Regions from separate parts of the Hordeum vulgare genome. Here region 1 is linked to region 2. Evidence: chromatin contacts called from public Hi-C data. All regions are on one chromosome and are shown on one strand. The core of a region is the stretch at or near the end of the contact, and the rest is flanking DNA. Distances in the headings are between cores, read along the strand shown.

What was found. Hi-C and Micro-C count contacts between places; a contact is called where the count stands out from the background.
Region 1: a contact with region 2 is called in a Hi-C map of leaf, with 3 times the contacts expected there. The contact joins the promoter of LOC123444868 here to the promoter of LOC123440522 in region 2. A contact is called at or near these places in 4 of 6 Hi-C or Micro-C datasets (leaf, seedling and an unstated tissue) and 1 of 1 datasets of contacts at active chromatin or transcription factors (embryo).

What each region holds. Positions count from the first base shown.
Region 1 is chr3H:545,719,071-545,725,752 of MorexV3_pseudomolecules_assembly, forward strand. It overlaps LOC123444868 (coronatine-insensitive protein homolog 1a), which reads right to left and starts at 1,254. Exons shown (of 3, transcript XM_045121736.1): 1 at 477-1,254. The coding sequence starts at 976.
Region 2 is chr3H:545,584,029-545,590,911 of MorexV3_pseudomolecules_assembly, forward strand. It overlaps LOC123440522 (transcription factor DIVARICATA-like), which reads left to right and starts at 3,021. Exons shown (of 2, transcript XM_045117087.1): 1 at 3,021-3,714; 2 at 3,799-4,571. The coding sequence starts at 3,275. The coding sequence ends at 4,246.

The DNA of each region.
Region 1 (6,682 bases), core at 4-2,503, 130 kb after region 2:
ACTTGTGAGCTGTTGTGAGTCAATTTCACAAACTAGAGACCTGAATGGACATATGCTAGACAGAAACGACAGGTAAAACCATAGAATTACACCAAATCTCATACATCTCCCTTCGGTAGTCATTTGCCGTATATCAATTCGATGTAGAAACTAGTGCCATGATGTATCATGGCGCCCAAATAAATTGTGTGTGGAAGCGAACCTGACACCTTCCCTCACATGACCGTATTTCATACATCTCATGATAGAGCAAACAAATATCTAATTATAGAAACTGGCACTTAGCTCGCCCTTATCCATTATTACTCCATTTGGCGAAACCAACTAACACAGACCAGATCAACCCTAATTCATCACGGAGCAGGTCAACTGCCACAATCACTGTAACTCGCGAGCACGCATCAACGGGCGGCGAAAGGGGGAAAAAAGAGAGGTGCACGGATGCACGGAAGCAAAAGAGAGAGCTGGTGGACTACCTGCAGGAGCGTGCGACGAGGCGGAGCGCGTCAGTGGAGAATCCGGAGCACTTGTCGAGCTTGAGCTCCTGCAGCATGTGGCCGCGGGAGCGGATGAGCGCGGCGACGTCGTCGTCGGCGACGGTCATGCGGCGGAGGTGGAGCGCCTTGAGGCACTCGAGAGGCGCGGCGAGGCGGGCGACCCATGGCGCGGCGTAGGCGCCCCAGTCGTCGGAGATGAGGCCGTACATGGCCGCGCGCGGCCTGCCCTTGAGCGCGAGCGACTCGAGGCGCGGGAAGCGTGCGAGGAGGCGGGCCGGGTCGGCGGCGTAGCAGAAGGCGACGGTGACGTGCTTGCGTGTGAGCGCGTCGATGCGGTGCCAGCGGCGGCAGACGAGCGAGGCGGCCTCCCGGTCGCGCGGGGCCTCGACGTAGCCCATGACGAGGTGCAGCGCCTCGTCGGGCACGCCGAAGCTGAGCGCGCGGCTCAGCCGCCGCGGCTCCGGCACCTCCCCGCCCATCGGATCGGCTACCGGCTACCGGCTACCGGCTGCCGCGCGGGGGATCTGGGCGGAGCCCGGCGGGGGCCGGGGGCATGGAGGCGGAGGCGGAGATGGAGATTCCTCCTCCCTCCCACCCTTTCTGCTGCGGGGTGGGCTTTGCGGGAGGACGGGAGAAGGGAAGGGAAGGGGAGGGAAATTATTGGAGGGAGGGAGAATGGAGGGATAGGACTTGGGGAGGCAGCTGCAGCTTTTACCTGCGTGGCTGCGCGGCTCGGCTCGGCTCGTCTGGTGGTGCCGCGCCACGTACGCCCCGCCGGTGGGCGCGATAAATGGCCTCGCCCCGCCCACCCGGGTACAGCCACAGCCCACACCACGGTACCACTCTACTCTCTAGTACTGTACGTGCCACTCGACGCTCGTGAGCGTGCCGCCGATGATCGTGTGCGTACGCTTTTCCACGAAATTATTCGACTTGATTTTACTAGCGCCACGCCACTGAGGTAGGAATTGGAGTAAAACTCGTCGGCATCTTTGTTTTTGTTTGATGGCGTATGTGTGGAGTGCAGGATGGGAATTGGGAGCTGAAAAGACAGTGTTGGTCCAGGAGCTACTTAGAGCATCTTCAACAGTCCGTATGTTCAATCGTTGGTATATGTGTCCACATCAACAACCAACAACATATCATATAAGCTCTTTAATGGAGTGTATATTAATCGTATGTAAAATAACTAAGCAGGTCCACTAAATAGTGAAGAAATAACCATGCTTGCCTCGGAGCTTGTGCGTGAACCGTTGTTTCAAGTTCATACGATTTCATTCTCTTTTTTTTTTATTATGTGTTATGTCATTAAAATCATCTATGTGGCAATTTTACCAACGATGATCATACCATCATTGGAGATGCCCTTAGTCGTATATTAGCGGCAAGTGGATTTATATACAACTAGTGGATAAAACACCCTCCATCTTGTGCAAGATTGCCTTGCCATAGGCTTTGTGGGTGTGGGGTGCATTATTGCGTGCTTGCTTGTTTTGGCTGCCTGCCCATCGGCTCTTTTCTATACTACGGTGTATCTTCTTCAGTGGGCCACGAAATTGCTCCAAATGTCTACACAAATATTGGATGACGCCAGTCTGTGCAGAGCTGAGATTAGCTCCCCTAAAAGAAAAGCTAAGGTTAGCTGGGCATGCACAGATAAAGCACACACATTCATAAAAGATGTGTGCCAATACACTAGAATGTCATTTGCTTCATTGCAAACTGTGTTCGCGTGGGCCCCTTTTTCTTGCCTAAAACCTTTTGGGAAGTAATGGATTTTTAATACTATTTTCAAGTTCAGTAAGCATACTATTATTATTATATTAATTATCATAATTATTAGAGGGATTACCGGGATACGTTCTAGGATTATTATTGAAATTCCCTCTATAAGCATTATTATTGGAATTGCTCTTTGAGATAAAATTCACATCAATAACATCTTTATTTGTCCAATCAAAGTAAATAGAGGAGTATCAATTGGATCAATAGGATTACTATTAATAGTGAGCATATACATGATAGCATCAACCTTGCCTCTTACGAAGGAGATTTCGACAACGGAATTTTCCTTCTTACCAATTGGAGCATGCTCGATGTGCGATTGGGAATAGATCGCCATCATATTACCAAGAAGATTTGTAGCCTCTCCAAGTGTTATCCCCATGAACGTACCACCTGCAGTTGAATCCATGTGTAGCCTCTCCTCGAAGGTTTTTTGAAACAAAGTTTAGTCCAGCATAAAATTTGTGTACTATCATCCAATGGCACAATCCATGTGTAGGACAATTTTAAGAATATTTTTCATTCTCTCCCAACAACATGCTCTTGGTCAAGTTGCATGAAATTCATAATTTGGTTTCTCAAAGAAATAATTTTTGTGGGAGCAAAATACTTGCCAATAAAACTATCTTTGCATTTAGACCAAGAATCATGTTATTTTTCGGCAAACAAGATAACCATGCCTTAGCTCTATCTCTTAGAGAAAAACAAAAAAAAGATAGAGTTTAACAATATCAATATCCACACTTTAATTTTTTGCATCTCACATAACTCAACGAAGGTATTAAGATGGGAAGCAACATCTTCATTATAGTTTCCAAAAAAAACGTCCTTTCATCACAAGATTGAGCAAAACAACTTTCATATCATAATAATCCGCACTAGTGACGGGAGGAGCAATAGGAGTACTAATGAAATCGTTGTTATTAGTAACTGAGAAATCGCAAATTTGGTATTTTTAGGAGTAGACACTATGGCGACATAAATAAAGATAACTACAAAGTTTTTTTGGATTTTTTGGCAAAAAAAGAAGGTAAAAAAGGAAAAAGGCAAGAAAATAAAAATAAATAAAAATAAAGCGTTTGTGCGAAGGTACTTGATTTGTAAGATGAAGTCTCCCCAGCAACGGTGCTAGAAATTCTTCATGTCCTCACAATGGAGTTGTTAGATTTACTCGAAGAGGAAGTGTGAAACAGTATAGTAGCACATAGTATTTTCGTGAGTCAAGAACCAAGATTTACCAAACCAGTAGGAGGCAACACATGAACAATTTCAGCACCACCTTCACACAAAAAAAATTGCTTCCACCCAACAAAGGCAAGGGGTTCGTCACTCCCCTTGTTCTTGCCAACCACAAGTTAAAAAGAAAATAGTGATAATGATAGCAAATGATAATTCCCCAAAAAAGGCAAAGGATAATAGTAACAAACATAATGACAACAAATAGGTAGTAACTGTAAGCGTGTGTAATGTATGGATAATGGCACCGGGGGCCATAGGTTCACTAGTGGTATCTCTCTTGAAAGCAAGATAGCCAAGGGTAAGCAAATCACTGTTGGAAAATCGGTATAATTGAGCATAGTTATGAAGATCATCCATGTCATCATCATTAAAAAGGCATTATGTCACTGACAGGTAGACCTTTAATTCAACTTCATCTACTACTATTACTCCACCCCAAGATCGCTATCCAGCGTGCATCTCAAAATATTAAGTTCATACAAACAAACTAACACATTAAGCACGAAGACATAATGTAGACAAGAAGAGATCAATCAATATGACCAAACTGCATCGTTTTACCCTTAGTAGAAACAATACAATACGTGTTGTGTCCTTTCTGTCACTTGACAAGATCACTGCAAGATTGAACCTACTACAAAGCACCTTTACCACTAAAGATAGATCGATCAAACTTGGTCAAAGTAGAAGGATAAATTCAGAGAAATACAAAGCTAAAAATTTTTGCAACAAATAACGCTCAAAAAACTCAAAATAGATCAATCAAATAATTTGATCATAAACCCACAATTCATTGGACCCAAAAAAACACATCACAAAAGATTACATCAGATTGAACTTAGAGAATATCATTGTATTGAATATCAAAAGAGAGAGAGAAAGTCATCTAGCTACTAGTCTAAAAGTGTAGTTCGTGGAGGAATTACTCGCACATAATCATGGAGGCAAAAAAGTTGATGAAGATGGCCTCCCCATTGATTTCCCCCACCGATAGAGTAGTGGGAAAGGGCTCCGGATGGGATAGCGGCTGAAGAGAGGCGTGCGGCGACGATGAAATTGTTTCAGGTCTTGCTTCAAGGGTTTCTAAATATGTGCGTATTTATAGGTCAAGAATTAGGGCAAACAGAGTTGCGAGGGGGGCACGAGTCAGGTCGGGGTGCATCCCCCTGGCTTGTGGGTCCCTCATAAGTCTTCTACTCCTCCCACAAATCTTCTAGGGTATCTTATGTTCCAGAAAAAAAGTCCACGTGAATCATCTTGTTTAGACTCCAGTGGGTGCGGTTTTTCTATGAATCAAAAACATGCAAAAAAACAGGAACTGATACTAGGCCCTAAACTAATAGGTTACTCCATAAAAGTAATATAAATGGCATTTAAAGCATACTAATAATATAGTATTATTTACCTATTAAAAATATATATACATTGGAGACATAACAATGGTCTAGAGAGTTTGAGCTAGTGGTGGCCTCACTGAGAGTGGATGCGCTTTTGAGGAAGTATGGGAGCGTTTGACCACCCGACGGTGTTGATGACCCACAAGTGTAGGGGATCTATCGTACTCCTTTCGATAAGTAAGAGTGTCAAACCCAACAAGGAGCAGAAGGAAATGACAAGCGGTTTTCAATAAGGTATCCTGCGCAAGCACTGAAATTATCGGTAACAGATAGTTGTATGATAAAGTAATTCGTAACGGGTAGCAAGTAACAAATGTAACAAAAGTGCAGCAAGGTGGCACAATCCTTTTTGTAGCAAAGGACAATCCTGGACAAACTCTTATATAAAGCAAAGTGCTCCCGAGGACACATGGGAATTTCTGTCAAGCTAGTTTTCATCATGCTCATATGATTCGCGTTTGTTACTTTGATAATTTGGTATGTGGGTGGACCGATGCTTGTGTGCTGCCCTTACTTGGACAAACATCTCACTTATGATTAACCTTTCTCGCAAGCATCCGCAACTACGAAAGAAGAACTAAGATAAATCTAACCATATCATGAAACATATGGATCCAAATCAGCTCCTTACGAAGCAACACATAAATTAGGGTTTAAGCTTCTGTAACTCTAGCAACCCATCATCTACTTATTAGTTCCAAATACCTTCCCCTAGGCCCAAATAATGATGAAGTGTCATGTGGTCGACGTTCACATGACACCACTAGAGAAGAGACAACATACATCTCATCAAAATATCAAACGAATACCAAATTCACATGATTACTTATAACAAGACGTTCAGGAACAAACACAATTACTCACAAAGCATATTCATGTTCATTGTCAGAGGAGTATTAATAATCATAAAGGATCTGAGAATATAATCTTCCACCAAGTAAACCAACTAGCATCAACTACGAGGAGTAATCAACACTGCTAGCAACCCACACGTACCAATCTGAGGTTTTGAGACAAAGATCGGATATAAAAGATGAACTAGGGTTTGGAGAGGAGAAGGTGCTAATGAAGATGTTGATGGAGATTGACCCGCTCTCGATGAGAGGATCGTTGGTGATGACTATGGCTTCGATTTCCCCCTCCGTGAGGAAAGTTTCCCATGCGGAATAGCTCCGCTGGAGCTCTAGATTGGTTCTGTCAAAGTTCCGTCTCGAGACGGCGATGCCTCGTCCCGAAAGCTTTGATATGAATTATTTTTTCCAGGTCAAAACCCTTCATATAGCACAAGTTAGGCACCGGAGGCCTGCCAGGGGGCCCACAAGCCTACAGGGCGCGGCCAGGGGGTAGGCCGCGCCCCCCTCGCTTGTGACCTCCTGGTGGGTCCCCTCTGGTATTTCTTTCACCCAATATTTTTTATATATTCTAAAACAATTCTCCGTAACTTTTCAGGACTTTTGGAGTTGTGCGGAATAGGTCTCTGAGATTTACTCCTTTTCTAGTCTAGAATTCCAACTGTCGGCATTCTCCCTCTTCATGTAAACCTTGTAAAATAAGAGAGAAAAGGCATAAGTATTATACCATAATGTGTAATAACAGCCCATAATGCAATAAATATCGATATAAAAGCATGATGCAAAATGGACGTATCAGGCGTCCACGTGCTCGACTACATCCCGGTGTCAAGGACCCATGGGAGATCCATCATCCACGTGCCATTTGGTTTCATGGTCCCTCCCATTGGTCTCAATGTCGCACCTATGGCCG
Region 2 (6,883 bases), core at 1,771-4,270:
GGACTGATATATCTACGCGCATGTTTTTTTATATGGTAATATATGTCTCATTCATATCATAAAAAATAAAATACAAATCACGTAAAAACCGACATGATAAAATTGAAAGGATAGCAAAATATCTTTAAGTTTGACATCAAAAACCGCCACCTATCTTCGACACCACCTCAACAACCATCGGAGAAAAAACAACAGATCATTTTTTCATTCAAACTCGACACAGCTTCATCGTTGATATATAATTTTATGGACATTTAAAATGGCTCATCCACAATAACCGTGCGAGCGGATTTCTACATACAAATACACTGGAGAAAGCTGCTCCATTGATTCTTTTTTACTATGCAATTACGCGACAGGTAGAAGCCCTGGCGCACATGTACGCCACCAAACACGCATATACGCCACTAGTGTGTCTGCCACTTTGCACCAAGTTTTACTTGAGCTTTCTGTTTGACATATTCGATTTGGGATAGTTAATGACATGTTTGAAGCGGCCCCTCAAATTGTCCTAAATGTTCACACCGAGCTGTCAGTTTACCATCCAGTTTTTTGTGGACATGTGTGTGAGTCGGTTTTCCCGCAAATCAAAAACAAACCGGATGAATTTTTGAGATCCTGAATCTCCGTCGGGTAGGAGTCACACACCCCTTGAATCACCCAAAATCACGCACGGAGCTTGCATCTCCTTCCCTTCCCTTTGCTATGCATATCTTTCTCTTTGACCAATGATGACGTTGTACCAACCCGGTCGCCCGCCAAACCCTTCTAGATCTTTGCGATCTTCACCGTTCCACCGGGTCATCATGCTCCTTTGCCTACACCGTTGTTACACCTCTCGTTTGTACGCCATGCGAATTCGTCCGTTGGGGTGACCACACCTGATAAGTGTTCGATGAAATGTCGTCCTAATTTTTTGACATTTTTCTCCCGTCTTTTGAATCTATGGATTCAGACATGGAGTACTTTACAATAACTACATTGAGACATCCAACGATTCGTACGATGAGGAGGAGTACGAGGATGAAACGACGATGATGCAAACAGTCCTTGCAGACACAAAGCATGGGGAAAAGCATGTTCTCAATTTGAAGGGATCAATCAAGGGTCATCGAGTGCTAAATCGGAGTGGGGCACTAGCCATTTGACGTTGATCGACGACTACTTTGCTGTCGATGCCCTATTCGCGGACAATTTCGTCGACACTTTCGGATGCCGAAAATGTGTTTGACCGCCTCTACAATGGTGATTGGACCTATGATGACTAATTTATCTTGAAGAGGGGTGTCATAGGAAGAATTGGATTATCTGGTTGTCAAAAGTGCATGACAACATTGTGCACAGTCGCATATTCGTGCAACTAGTACCTCCGGGCTCCCGAGCGCACATGCACAGAAGCCATAGTCAGATTTGCTACTGCGAAGGTCGAGGTGTTTGGACCTCGGTAATTGAGAGAACCAATTGTCGCCGACGTCGAAAGGCTCATGTACTCTCAGAACCAAGATGGTGACCATGTATGCTCGGATCTCTTGATTGCATGTACTGGAGATGGAAAAAACTAACTATATGCTCTACCATCATTCTTGAAGTAGTTGCATCATAGGACCTTTGGATTTGGCATGCTTGAGTCTCATAGCGACATCAACGTGTTGCAATAGTCTTTATTGTTTAATAGGCCGACTAAAGGACAAGCTTTTCTGTGCAACTATACTGTTAATGGAGATGACTACAACATGAATTACTATTTGATTGACGCCGTGGGCGACTTTTGTAAGACCATCTCTGAGCTAGTTGATCAAAAAAGAGGTCAATTTGCCCAGAGACAAAGAGTTAGAAAGCATGTGGAGAGGTCATTTGGAGTGCTTCAAGCCCATTTTCAGTTTCGGTGACCTGCAAAAATATGAGATCCAATGACCTCGCAGGAGGGGATGACACGTTGTGTGATAATGCACAATATGATCGTGGAGGATGAGGATGAAGATGTTGCGGGAGGTCTGGAATTTTGAGAACATGGATGATTCTATCCAATTTTCGCATCAGAATCTAACAAGATTTGAGGAGCTTGTTCGAATATATCAATAAACTCTACATCGAGCAACTCATGAACAACTTAAGCAAGATATAACAAAGCATATGTGGGCACTTAAAGTAGACAACTAGAACATATGTACTAGTTAAATTCAAGTTTCAACTATTTGATTTCAGAACTTAGTTAGATTTATATTTACATTTGAACTAATGGCGCATTTGAATATTTTTCACTCCTTGAAGATGTGATATGTTGTTATTTTAAGTGTTGCAGTTTTTTAAAAAGCGAAACAAAGGTTTATAGATCAGGATTGGATAATGACTCATGTATCCGTGTCCACAAATAAATCTGAACCAACCCACAGACAAATAATGTGTCTATTTTAAGTGCCGACGCTGGAGATGCGCTAACCATATATGCCATGTGATGCACGAGCTCCCTTTTTTTTACTTTGCATCATGACAGGCACAATAACACTATATTGCACTCCCATAGTCTGTAAAAGGTCTCGCAAAAACATGTTCGTAAAAATCTGAAATAATTCATACATGTAACATGGGCCATAATCTATACACCTGCACATTTTGGTTACGAGACACGATCGATTCTTCCTTCTTTTATGAATACGGTATAAACGCAAGCATTGATATAAATGTGTATACATTCACCTCTATGAACGTACGCACATACATCTTATTTTTTTAACACCTTTCAAAGACTTGTCGAGCGTCTTTTTTCACTAAAAATATATTATCGAAAATTCTGAAGTAAGTTCAAAAATAATGTGAGCACGAGGACTCAAAACCTAAAAGGCTGGGATAGCACGGGTACTCTAACCATTCAACCAAGGATTGATTCGTCACGATCGATTCCTTGGGTTGAAATAATTCATACATGTCTGAAAAAGCAAGACATATATTCACCAAAACTGAATCTTGTTACCATTAGTTAGCATTCCCTCCTTGTTTCTTTACCTCTTGTGCTTGCCTCGTTGAGAGACCACAAACTCCACCAAGGCCCAATCACAAGCATCCACTTTCTTTTTGCTCATCTTCTCAAGGCCTCCAACGGTGGAGGCGGAATAAACTCCGGCCACTTTTTGCAGCCGCCCGGAATTTGATACTCCCCCGGTCCTCCCCTATATAGGCACGCCTCCTTCCACCTCCCTCCTTCGCCACTTTCCTGCCTTCCTCCATTGCTCGCCGTCCTAAGCCCAGCCGCTCAGGTAGGAGCACTAGAGCCGACATGATGGCGGAGGCGTGGATGAACGTGCTGCCGCCGCCGGCGCCCTACTTCGCCGGGCAGCCGTGCTGGGCCGTGCAGCAGGAGCGTCGCGGAGGCGGCGCTTGGACGCTGGAGGAGAACAAGGTGTTCGAGGAGGCGCTCGCGGCGATCGACCTGGACGCGCCGGACGGGTGGGAGATGGTCGCGCTGATGCTGCCCAGGAAGACGGTGGCCGACGTGGTGAACCACTACAGGGCCCTCGAGAACGACGTCGGGTTCATCGAGGCCGGGCTGGTCCCGTTCCCTCACTACGACAGCTCGTCCCCTTCGTCCGGGTTCACTCTGGACTGGGACGGCGGCAGCGCCGGCGCCGGCGGGTTCCGGCGCGGCTACTGCCTCAAGCGCGGGCGCGCCGACCAGGAGCGCAAGAAGGGCGTCCCGTGGACGGAGGAGGAGCACCGGTAAGCCGCCATCTTCGCGATCTTCTTGTGCTCCGATTGTTGGCGGTGGAAATTTGATCGTGTTCATGCGCTGCGTGCGTGCAGGCTGTTCTTGAAGGGGCTGAAGAAGTACGGGCGAGGGGACTGGAGGAACATCTCGCGCAACTACGTGACGAGCCGCACGCCGACGCAGGTGGCCAGCCACGCGCAGAAGTACTTCATCCGGCTCACCTCCGGCGGCAAGGACAACAAGCGCCGGTCCAGCATCCACGACATCACCACCGTCAACGTGCCCGACGAGGACGACCGCAACAGCCCCTCGGGGTCCCCGCCGTCCGCGGTCACCACCGCCGACACGAAGCCCTCGCCGTCGTTCGGCGGGCAAGGGCAACGGCACGCCTTCATGCCGCCGACGCTGCCAGTGGGGACGCTCGGCGGCGGCCATCCCTACGGCAACGTGAAGCTCGAGCACCAGAGCTCGTTCATGGACGGCGGCACAGTCCTCGACATCGACGACTCGCTCCTCCTGCAGATGCAATGCGGACAGCTGTGACGTCCCCTCTCGCCGCGGCGAATCCCGCCCGGAGGACAAAACAGCGGCGGCACCCATCACCATCATCGCATCCACGGCCGTGCTTGCCTCGAGAGCAGTCTGGTTGCAGAGCCGGCGTGCTTGTGTCTCGATCGACCGACACCCAGATGATGGCACCCAAGCGAAAACATGTGAGAGCGACACGGCGGTGCGGAGCGTGCAGGTCTGCGTCCATGGAGAAAGAAACCTCAAGAACCCATCGACGTGCCGCCCAGTGTACATAGAACCTCAACCTCCCACTGTACTGAAAAACAAAATCCGAAATAAGCCTTCGATGAAGCTCGTACTCCCGTGTGCGTGCTCCGGTCTCAAAATTGTTGGAACTTGGAAGTTTCGATTTGGCTAGGCTCTCTCGGCCGCCTGAAATCGTCCATGTGCTGCCGGCCTAGCCTGGCGCCCTGGCACCCGGGGCTTCTCATCAATGCTGATCTCGTTCCGTCCGTCGTCTCCGCCACGAAATATTGAATCCTCATCCTCCTGCGCAGGCCGGCCGGGCATAAACTAGTCCGCCTCGTGTTCCTTGCTCTCGCTCCTGCCTGCTGCCCGCCCATGCGCAGGTGTTGGCTCAGCTCAGGGCGCGCGCGCGCGCGCCACCTCTGGCTCCAGTTGGCCAGCTGCGGGGAGAGTATCAATTTGATTCGTCAATCAGCTCCACGAGAACTGCCTTGCCTTGCCTTGCGGAATGATGTAGTAGTGGCTGGCACGCTGCACGCAGCATCAATGCACTGTGGCACTACTACTACAGTACTACTACTACTACTAGCAGGGAGGGAATGAGTTGGAGGTCCACCCAGAGCAAGCCAAAGGCATCACATGCGCCAACAGCAACAGCAGCGAATCCCGTGTCCTTCTCGCTGTCGTCTCTACCCTTTTCGTCCCCTTCCTCCCTTCCCAGAGCGTGGAAAGCAATGTGAACTCGCACCGTTCGTTCATCAGTGGCGGTGGGCGCACGCTGTCGAGGGCACGGCCACGGCAGCAGCAGTGAGATTCACTCATTCGTGCAGGTGCCGGTCCCCGGAGCTCCAGTGGGACGCAGCGCTTGTCTGCCTGTTACGCGGTACGGTCTGGACGGGCTCTGGAGGCGGCTGCAGCGGCAGGGGAGGCTTCTGCGTGCCCGGCTGCGGCTGGACTGCCGTCGTCGGCGCCGGTGGCTGGATCGGGCGGTGCCCGTTGGCTCCTGGTGGTGGACTGGTGGCGCGTGACTCGGCGCTCTCTCGCGGGGGGAAGATTCATCTCCGTGACTTGTGTCACGTCGCTCTTTTAGCGAGCACCTGACCTGACCTGACCTGACCAGACCACTCGGCTTTCCTCCCCGACGAATCATTCGCCCTCGCCCAATTCCAGATCGCATTAGCCGGCTATAATAATACGCTGTCGAGCCGGCGAATGGGGTGCCTGGTCCGGCCACGACAGAGCCAGAAAAGCGGGACCTGAAAACTAAGTTAGTAGTAAGACTAGCTAGCTAAACCAAAACCTCATCATCAGCGTCGCAAAGCTCCGCATCAGAGAGAGCTGAGCCAGCCGTCTCTGAAGTCTGAACTGAATCCCACGGGGACGGGGTGGTTGGTGTCCCCTCTGCCGCTAACCATCTGGTTTTGTTTAGCGGCCGGCTGGCCGGCCTTTGCCGCTATGCCGCCGCCATCATGGCCTGCCCCCATGCCCAATACGACGTCCCTCCCGCTCCCAGTGCCGCGCGCACTGGCGCTGGCTCCAGCCACGCGCCGAGGGGCCAAAAGCAGCGCCCCGGCGCAGCGCAACTTGCGACTTTTGCGAGGCCGTGGGGCAAGCAAGATTCATGCAAATCCAACGCGGCCACGCAGGGCCGGTGAAGTGGGCGCCCCGTGTGCCCGCCGGCCTAGCTCAGTGCCTTTCCCTGCCCTCGCTTTCGCTCCCTGCTTTCCCATTTGTTTCGTTCCGCACCGTCTCCCTCCTCGGCCCGGCGAAGTGGCAGCGGTAACCAACCACCGTATGATGAGACGGTGAGTGCCGGCTGTTGCTGCTGCAGCTTCGCGTCCTGCTCCTCCAGCCGCTTTTGCTGCTCGTGCGAGGTGAAAGTGGCGGCGTCGCTTTCGGGTCTTTGTGTCCTCCATTCCCACTGGGCGCGGTGGTGACCGTGGAGGTCGACGGCCGGCATGGACGCCGCGCGCTTTCGGGCGTGTCGTGTCCGCGTTCCGCCTTTGTGCGAAATATTCAGATTCTGCAGCTGCAAATGGGTGACATAATTGAGGAGGAGTTGGAGGTCGAGCGCGCAGATTCCAGATTCCGGCTAGCCTTTGCCGCCCAGGACCACGACGATGTGCACGTCGCGATACCGACACCGGCGAAACCTATCATAGTCCCGGGGGGAAAGAGAAAGCTATGCGTTGTTAGAGTCTGCACTTCTGTTATTCTCAACAGCTCTTGCCATCAGCTTTTAACGTTACCTTTTATATGAATATATGTTTCATGCCAATTCTAATTCACTATATTCAACTTGACCAATAATAATGTTATTTATGCGGTAATCGAATTTACCAATAAAGGCAGCAGAAAATTCTTTGATCGGTATCACTCTCCGTAAAAGATAGCTGTATTTTTCTTCAGTTGAGGGCAGGGTGC